Linked DNA regions of Sus scrofa: region 2 is linked to region 1. A link is a contact called in public promoter capture Hi-C data. All regions are on one chromosome and are shown on one strand. Each heading gives the region's core, a stretch centred on a gene start, on an enhancer-like site or on the middle of the called end of the contact. The rest is flanking DNA. Distances are from core to core; before and after follow the strand shown.

What was found. Promoter capture Hi-C pulls out the DNA fragments that hold promoters and counts their contacts.
Region 2: a promoter capture Hi-C map of liver shows a contact between it and region 1, with 4 times the contacts expected there. The contact joins the promoter of ARNT here to the promoter of SETDB1 in region 1. A contact is called at or near these places in 1 of 5 promoter capture datasets (liver), 13 of 47 Hi-C or Micro-C datasets (alveolar macrophages, blood, embryonic fibroblasts and 8 more) and 2 of 2 datasets of contacts at active chromatin or transcription factors (alveolar macrophages and skeletal muscle).

Annotation. Positions count from the first base shown.
Region 1 is chr4:98,290,788-98,295,245 of Sscrofa11.1, reverse strand. It overlaps SETDB1 (histone-lysine N-methyltransferase SETDB1), which reads left to right and starts at 2,176. Exons shown (of 22, transcript XM_005663488.3): 1 at 2,176-2,334; 2 at 3,219-3,489. The coding sequence starts at 3,230.
Region 2 is chr4:98,331,061-98,335,518 of Sscrofa11.1, reverse strand. It overlaps ARNT (aryl hydrocarbon receptor nuclear translocator), which reads right to left and starts at 2,060. Exons shown (of 22, transcript NM_001315687.1): 1 at 1,900-2,060. The coding sequence starts at 1,924.

The DNA of each region.
Region 1 (4,458 bases), core at 927-3,426:
AGCTGTCTATCTCAATAATTTGTAATTTTTAATAATGTGAATCATTTATATCAGGTCCTGATCATCTCTGACAATAGTATTTAGTCCTCAACAAAAACAAAGCCAGAACTTGTCTCCCTAAATATTGTCCTGGGAAGGACTATACATCTCAAACCAGTCTTTCCTACAACTGCTTCTCAAATTCTAGTGAGCAAACAAATTACCTGGAGTTCTCATTAAAATTCAGATTCTGGTGTTCTCTGGTGGTGCAGTGGGTTAAGGATGCAGCATTGTCACTGCTGTGGCACTGGTTTTATCCCTGGTCCTGGAACTTCTGTATGCCATGGACACAGCCAAAAAAAAAAAAAAAAAAAAAATTCAGATTCTGGTTCAGGACCCACTTGGTGGGACCAGAGATTTAGGATCTCTAACAGGCTCCCTGATTGTAATTTAGTAGTAAGTCCTCTGAAGACACTTCCTGAGTCCCACTGCTGATCTACTGGACTGATTGCTTCAGCTTTTCAGAGCAATGAAGAAATCAGGCTGGAATAAGATGCTCCAAAACCTCCTGCTTCTCTTCAACACCCCCCATTCCTCATTTCCACCCCCAGCCCACCCACACACACATCAGAAAACTAAGAGAATTTAACTAACAGAAAAATAATCAGGGCAGAGCAAAGATTTCCTTCAATCATTAGATATAACGGGGCACCATATGTCAGATGCTAGGGGAAACAAAGATGATTAAGACAGGACCTTAGCCTTGAGTTGATCACAAACCAGCAGAGAAAACACACATAGATAACTCACAAGTGGAAAGGAACTAAGATAAAAGAACCACAGAGGGAGGAGTTAACTCTGTAGGGAAAGAGTGATGGTCTAGAAAAGTGATTCTTTTGGGGTTTTTTTAGGGCTGCACCCATGGCATAGAGAAGTTCCCCGGCTAGGGGTTCAACTGGAGCTACAGCTGCCAGCTTCCACCACAGCCACAGCAGCGCCAGATCTGAGCCACATTTGTGACCTGCACCACAACTCACAAAGCCAGATACCTAACCCACTGAGCGAGGCCAGGGATCAAACCCACTTCCTCATGGATACTAGTCGGGTTCATTACTGCTGAGCCATGTCGGGAACTCCAACACTGATTTTTTTATTTTATTTTATTTTATTTGTCTTTTTGTCTTTTCCAGGGCCACACCGGCAACATATGGATGTCCCCAGGCTAGGGGTCTAATCAGGGCTGTAGCTGCTGTCCTACACCAGAGCCACAGCAATGCTAGATCCAAGCTGCGTCTGAGACCTACACCACAGCTCACCACAATGTGGGATCCTTAACCCACTGAGTGGGGCCAGGGATCAAACCCGAAGTTTCATGGTTCTTAGTTGGATTCGTTAACCACTGAGCCACTACGGGAACTCCCCAGGTTTATATATTTTTTTAATGAAGTTAGGTGCAGTTAGTGTAAAGATAGCTGGGCAGATTAAAGCAATGACGAGATTCCGTGGTAGTCAACAGTGCTGATTCATCAAATACATCTGGTTCTCCCTCCCTGGAGTGAATGTTCTTCCTGGCCCCTCTGTGTTTGGGTAGGGCCTTATGACTCATTTCCAACCAATGAGTTGTAAATTAAAGTGCCCAGAGTCACTTTAATTGCCAGCGCGAGACCCTCTAGCGTTCTCTCATTATGGCAGGGCAACTCATCCGCCTGGGTTTCTAAGTAGCTCCACAGCGACCCCAGCTGCCCCAGCTGGATTCCTAACCCAGGATTCTTAACACATTGAGCCTCAGGGGGAACTCCATTTTAATGTTTATTGCTGAGTGATTTGTAGTGGCTAAAAACTGAAAACTAGATTTCAAAATATGGGTTATTATGTCATATTATGAAATATTGTGCAACTGCCAAAAAGACAACTTTTCATCCTTTTTGGCTCTTGGCAATACTGCCACCACTTGGAGTGGTGGAAGAGGCGGAGCTTCTGCAATGCACCCCAGGCCACGCCTACTTTAGCCAGACTCTTCTCACGTGTGCTCCGGGAGGCTCCGCTTTGACGCATGCGTATTAGGCGGCGTTTCTCACCCTTTTAGGGGCGCCCTGCCTCTTTGAATTTGACCCCGTCAGGCTACCGTCGTGGCGACCGGAACAGCGCCTCAGGTTTGCTTCCGGCGTCTTTTTTTTTTTTTTTTTTTTTTTCTTCCCCTTCCCTCCCTCACGCTTCTTCCCCTCCCCCTGCTCCCTTTTCCCTTCGGTTTCGTTCTTTCCTACCGAGGCCGACCCCTGAATCGTGGGGTCTGGTCGGTGAGAAAGAGCCATCGTAGCTGGAAGCAGGGAGGTGTGGGAAACACTGTTAATTGAGGTATTTGGAGACCAAGGGCTTATCTCGAATGGTTTGTTTGTGGTGGGAGGTCGGGTGAGGATGGGTAGGAAGTCTTCCCTGAGAGACTATCGGGGGCGGGGTTGAGCTGGGTTCGCGGGTGGGTGGGACGCACCCCTAAAATGAGTAACACGGGGGTGGGGCGGCGTGTGGGCAAAAGAAAAATGGAGACGGTGAAAATTGGCACTGGGGTCGCGCGGCATTCTGGCGTCAGTTTTGTTTGAACCGTTTGATCAGGAAAGCAGTTAACACCAAAGTGTGGGGGCGTTTGAATTGACGATTTGAGGCAGCCACATTTTTTATTCCCAAATTGTTTTATTTCTTTTCACTTTGGGGAAACCTCTTTGCTGCAAGCTTTTGTCTGCTTAAGTATTACAGACTTTTTAAAAATGTAAATTGCCATGTGAAAGCAAAGTAATGTAGGGGGAAAAGTAATTAAAAAGAAATTATTGAGTTACAGACCAAATCCTCTGCTCCAGGTGGGGATATTTACTCAGGTTAGTCATGGTGTGCAAACAGGGATATATCAAATTAGTTAATTAAAGAACACAGGTCACAGAAATCTCTTCGATATGTTGATTCTCTTCAGTTTCCTAAAACATTTTAGATAGCTCCCTGTTGCGTAATATGTGTTCTCCACGCCCTCTCAAACTTTTTCGTTTTATTCAGGTCTGTAGTCTAGCCTGCAAGAGGTGAGAACTGCAAAATCTCAGCTTCAGACACTGGAGAATGGGGAGAAAGAACATGGAATCAAACCTACCTATATATATTTGAGTAACAAATAGCAGAGTAGAAATGAGTTTTGTTAGGTCACTGAAATTCTGTATTGTCGTTATAGTAATTTTAGTTTCCTGCTCTCTATATAGAGGACAACAGTATGTCCTCCCTCCCTGGGTGCATTGGTTTGGATGCAGCAGCAGCTGCAATGGAGTCTGAAGAAATTGCAGAGCTGCAACAGGCAGTCGTTGAGGAACTGGGTATCTCTATGGAAGAACTTCGACAGTTCATTGATGAAGAATTGGAAAAGATGGACTGTGTACAGCAGCGCAAGAAGCAACTAGCAGAGTTGGAGACTTGGGTAATACAGAAGGAATCCGAGGTGGCCCATGTTGACCAGCTCTTTGATGATGCATCCAAGTAAGGACCTTTTGAGAAATAGAAGGAAATCTGTCCATAATTATTGATGACATTGTGCACTTTATACTTCAGAAGGTACAGATGTGTAAAACCTTACCCTTCCCCAAAGGTTAGGGGCCAAAATCTGACCTCATACCACCCATATAATGTTTATCTATCAGAGGCTAATATATGATTAGCAATAGAGGAGTCCAAGTCTTTTTTTTTTTTTTTTTAGAAGTCCAAGTCTTAAGTCCATTTCCCTTCTTTATCCTTCACTCTACATCAGAACAATTAATTGTTTTGATTTTGTAGTAGGATCATCTAGGAGTGCACTTGGTAAAGACCTGCTGTTTCATGTAACTGTGAAGTATTAATAAGTTCCTAGAGCCCTGTTTCTACTCCTAAATCCCCAGAAAATTTTATTTCTGGTGCTCTAATTGTCACTTAAAACACATATTTAAACAACAAGAAGGTAAATGATGAAGTAAGGTTGAAAGGACCATGCTTTGGGCGTATTTTGGATTTTTGAAAAACTTCCCTGAAAACCACTATTTAAACATTTTTCTGTGGGGAAAGCATTTTATGTTCAGAAATGAGACATGGAGTTCCTGTTGTGGCTCAGCTATCTGACTAGTATCCATGAGGATGTGGGTTCAATCCCTGGCCCAGCTCAGTGGGTTAAGGATCTGGCATTGCCGTGAGCTGTTGTGTAGGTCACAGACACAGCTCAGATCCGGCATTGCTTTGGCTGTGATGTAGGCCAGCAGCTGCAGCTCCAATTAGACCCCTAGCCTAGGAATTTCAGTATGCCTCGGGTGCGGCCCTAAAATAAAAAATAAAAAAAAGAGGAGTTCCTGTCGTGGCGCAGCAGAAATGTATCCATCTAGGAACCATGAGGTTGCGAGTTTGATCCTTGGCTTTGCTCAGTGGGTTAAAGATCCGGCGCTGCCGTGAGCTGTGGTGTAGGTTGCAAATGCAGCTCAGATC
Region 2 (4,458 bases), core at 811-3,310, 40 kb before region 1:
ATTCTTGGTCCTCATTTCCCAAAATGCAACAGGCTACCAAAAGTCCACCCATGATCTCTTTCATGTGATACAAAGGGGCATAAGGAGAAATGAAGGAAGTAAATGCACTTTCTAACTTAATTATCATGTGTTGAACTTGGAATCAATAACTTGGAAGAGATAGGAGAATTCTCCAACATCAAAAAAGAAATCTAAAAGTTGCAGAAAGCAGGCTGCCAAAGGGCAATAAACAAAGTAACTGTTTCATCATTAGCAAAGATTCTATACAAATAAATGCTATTTTTTGCTTACAGATTTAAGTTGATATCGATCAGCTAATAAAAATGTGGTCAAGAAATTGTCATTCTGGTAACTGTTGTTTAAAAAACAAAACAAAATAAAGCAACCCCACCCACACTGCTAGAAAAAAAACTTCTGACATATGCACTAAACTTGTTTACCCAGGCCACCTCTTAACAGGAGAAATGCTTTGCGACTTGACTAGGGTTATGTAAGTATTTTGCAATGTGTTATCAGTTTAAAATCTTGTTTATTTACTCCCTAGTTAACAGGTTATTTTACTCCAAGGTCAGGTTTGCCATAATCATCGCATCTTTTCAATTTTATTCCATCACTCAGCACTTTCTGCAATGGAATTTTAGCCATTAATTTTATCTCCTTTTCCTCTAAAAAATTAACAAGATTTAAAAATATGATATTGACCATGTGGACAAATGTTAACTTCCTTTTAAATAGCTTCTGTTCCCAGAAACATGGTAGGAAAGACAGTAAATTTCACAGTGATTCAACTGTAATAGCAAAACCTGGTATTGCAAAATAATACTCCCTTTCAGAGACACGGAAAAAAATTTAAATTTCAACAAGGGAATGGCAGTGAATCCCTCCCACTAAGGTACTTCCAAATTATTCATCCCCACCTCTGGCTTCTTTTTTAAGGCTATTAAAGACAGGGATTTCTGGAAAATGGCCAAGGTCAGCAAGGTAAACTGGGATCCCTAAAATGAAATACTTCCCAGGGAGAAATAACTGTAACATAGTGGAAAGAGGACTGGGACTAGGAATGTGAAGACCTGATCTGTCTAGACATGCTGCACTACACGCCACTCCATCTCTTAGACATGACTGACTAGATTTTTTCGAAATGTTCAAGCTCTCCTTTTAGAAGAGATATTCATTGAGATATAGCATAAATTGAACTTTTCTTAAAGAATGGGAACTGCTTCGACCCACATCTAACAAATTAAACTTGGGTCCTGGATGCTTGCTGTTGGCAAGATTCATCCTGAAACTCAAGCATTACACAAACCTCCGCCTTCAGACACTAGAGGCATCTTTAATACACAAATGTAAGTTTCAAAGGACAGCCCCCGGGGCGAGGGGTAGGGGCACAGCTTTTTTATTTTTCAAGAGAAATTGAGTATAATTCAAGGCTTTATAACCTAAACGTTTGGAAGCACACCTCAGCTAAACAACAACGTGGTCCAGTGCTTAAGAGTCCAAACCACTTTTAAAGTAAAAAGAGCCACTCTGCCCACAGTTACTCGGCATCAAGCAGGTCCACAGTGGGCAGAGGGTTGAAAGAGGACCACACCACACAGCAGAACGCCGCCACAAGAGTGGAGGCGGGCCAGCCCCGCGCCAAGAGCCGCTCCAACAGAACTCGGGGCAAGGATTCCCCAACTCTCACCCGCCTGCTCCCTCCCTCCACTTCGGGTCTCCCCAGTGCCCCAGGGTCGGGCCCCTCCCCCAGGTCACTCCCTTCCCCCACTGTCCCCTAACCGCCTACGCGCGTCCCAGCGCTCTCACCCCAACTACGGCCCCTCAGCCCTGGGTCTCCCCAGCTGCCAACCCCTTCAGCCCCTCCTTCTTTAGAGGCACACCAGTCCTCCGTCTCCTCACCGGGGTTAGCAGTAGTCGCCGCCATGGCCGCAGATGCCACCGCCGCTGTACCACCCCCCCAGTGGGAGGAGCCGCCGCCACCGAACCGGGGGGAGGGGGAGGGGAGAGCCACTCCCCAGACGCGGCGCCGTAATGCCGCCACCGCTACCGCGGAATCCAAGATGGCGGCTGCAGCAACCCCCACCGTCCCCAACCCCTACGGCGGAGAGACCCCGCCCAGGAGGCGTGGTCACCCCCAAGGCCCGCCTCCTCTGGAAAACTGGCCAATGGAAATGCCAAATCGACCGGAGGCGGGCTGGCCACTGAGCCGCCAGCGGGTCCGGAGGAGGAGAGAGGGCAAGGAAGAAGTCCAGCTGTCTCTTTAATCCCGCCTCTAGTGCGTTAGAGGTCAGAGATCCAGTGACGTCAGTGAAAAACAATTTTACTAAAAAGCTTCGCTGGGTGGTGGATTCGCCTGGCTGGCCACTCTGCAGACAATTTTTTTTGTAGATCTTCTTCAGGTGCTCATATGTTTAAACTTCACTTAGTGATTTGCAATCCTTCCTAGTTTTTTCCTATTTCAAGGACCTTTGTACCTGCTGAAAAAAGTTAGATAAGTGAGTTTTGAATGCTTTTTATGGAACTGGTGGTGTTCGAGTATCTGGGCGCTTGTGGTGTGGTAGGGGAGATATCGGCAGCCAAAACAAGAGGCAATGTATAAAGAAAATATTTTGATTAAGAGTGGGATAACTTCCTCTGATCAATGAAAGGGACATGGTGACGGGTTTTTAGCAGAGAACTGATAAGATGAATATTGCACAAATTTATTTTCAAAAAATAGGAAGCATTGAGCACTTCGGGCCAGACACTGTCCAAACCGTTTTATAGTATTTCATTTAATCCTCATAACAACATTGTGAGGTAGATTCTGTTATTTTTTCCGTTTTGCAGATAAGGAAACAGAAGCAAAGAGGTTAAACTATGGACACCCAGCTGGTAAGTAGCGGTGGAGGCAAACTGAAGAAGTCTGACTCTGGGAATATTTTCCCTTCATCCCCTTTGTGTAGCACTGCAACATACTGCCGTTTCACATATCTTTCACAAATTGTCTATTAGAAATTTAATTCTAATTTTAACAGAAATCCCATTACACTCTTGAGCATCTTTGAATTCTTGTATGTATCCTACAAAGATTACATAGATCCACTTTTCTCAGTTAACAGTATAGTTTAACTCAGCCAAGGTATTTTAACATATTTTGAATATTATTGTTACATTTGTTAAAATTAAAATTTTCTTTGCTATCAGTTTGTTGTGTTGTATTTCCAGTTCACCAAAAAGAGAAAAATCACTCACTCAAAAGAAATGCATTGATGAAAAAAGTACCTTGAAGTGTAACCAGTAGCAGTGAAAATTTACAAGGAGATAGAGCTTAATTCTCCTCCTTTTTTTTTTTTTTTTTTTGTCTTTTTGGGGCCACACCCTTGGCATATGTAAGTTCCCAGGCTAGGGGTTGAATCAAGAGCTGCAGCTGCCGGCCTACATCACAGCCACAGCAATGCAGGATCCAAGGCGTGTCTGCAGCCTATACCACAGCTCACAGCAACGATGGATCTTTAACCCAACAAGCAAGGCAAGGGATTGAACCCACATCCTCATGAATACCAGTTGGGTTCCTTAACCACTGAGCCACAATAGGAACTCCCTAATTTTCCTCCTTTGATTGTGAATTTGGCTTAGGAGTTTGCTTTTAAGGAATAGGATATGGAAAGGGGAAAATAGTAATGTTACAGTGAAGAAAACTGACAGATACCATCTTTCCCAAATAATCAAGGTTAACTTCGCCAATAGTAAGTTATATTAAAACTATGTATTGAGGACTAAATAAATATCTGCACATCCTAAAAGTTGATTGTTATATTTTATTCGGTGGACAGAACTCCAAAGCCCTGGAGGCAGCATCTCAAGTAACCCTGAGAAAATTGCTCTGAGGAGGCTGGGAGGAGCTAGGACATAGAGGAGTTTTGCAACAAAGAGCAAGTAGTAGGAACTATCTACCTACCTAGTATAAACAAAAGATTACTGTTAATAACAGAAAACTAGATATCTGAAATTAAGGAATTTAGAGCTTTTCTGTGTATGGGAAGATACAAAGGTCTGGGCTCACTGAAATCATTCCTTTGATATAGGGCCAGTTTCACATCCTAATTTTCCTCAGAGTTCACTGGCTCATCCTTGGAGGTGGCTGCAATTGCTAATGACTGTGAAATCCTTTGCTTACTGATATGGCAGTCAGTATTTTGTTTCACATACCCCTGACATGATGCGATGAGAAGGGCACCTCACTTCTGTTGTGTTCTTCCACCAAATCTATAGCCTCAGCCTAAACATGGGAGGACATCAGACAAACCCAAACTGAGGTATGGTCTGCAAAAATACCTGATCTGTATTCTTTAAAATTGCCAAGATCATGAAAAGAAAATGAACAAAGAGAAAAACTGTCATAGTTTGGAGGACATGAGGACTACTTACAAGATCCTGGGTTGGATCAAAAAAAACAAAAAGGACATTAATGGAAAA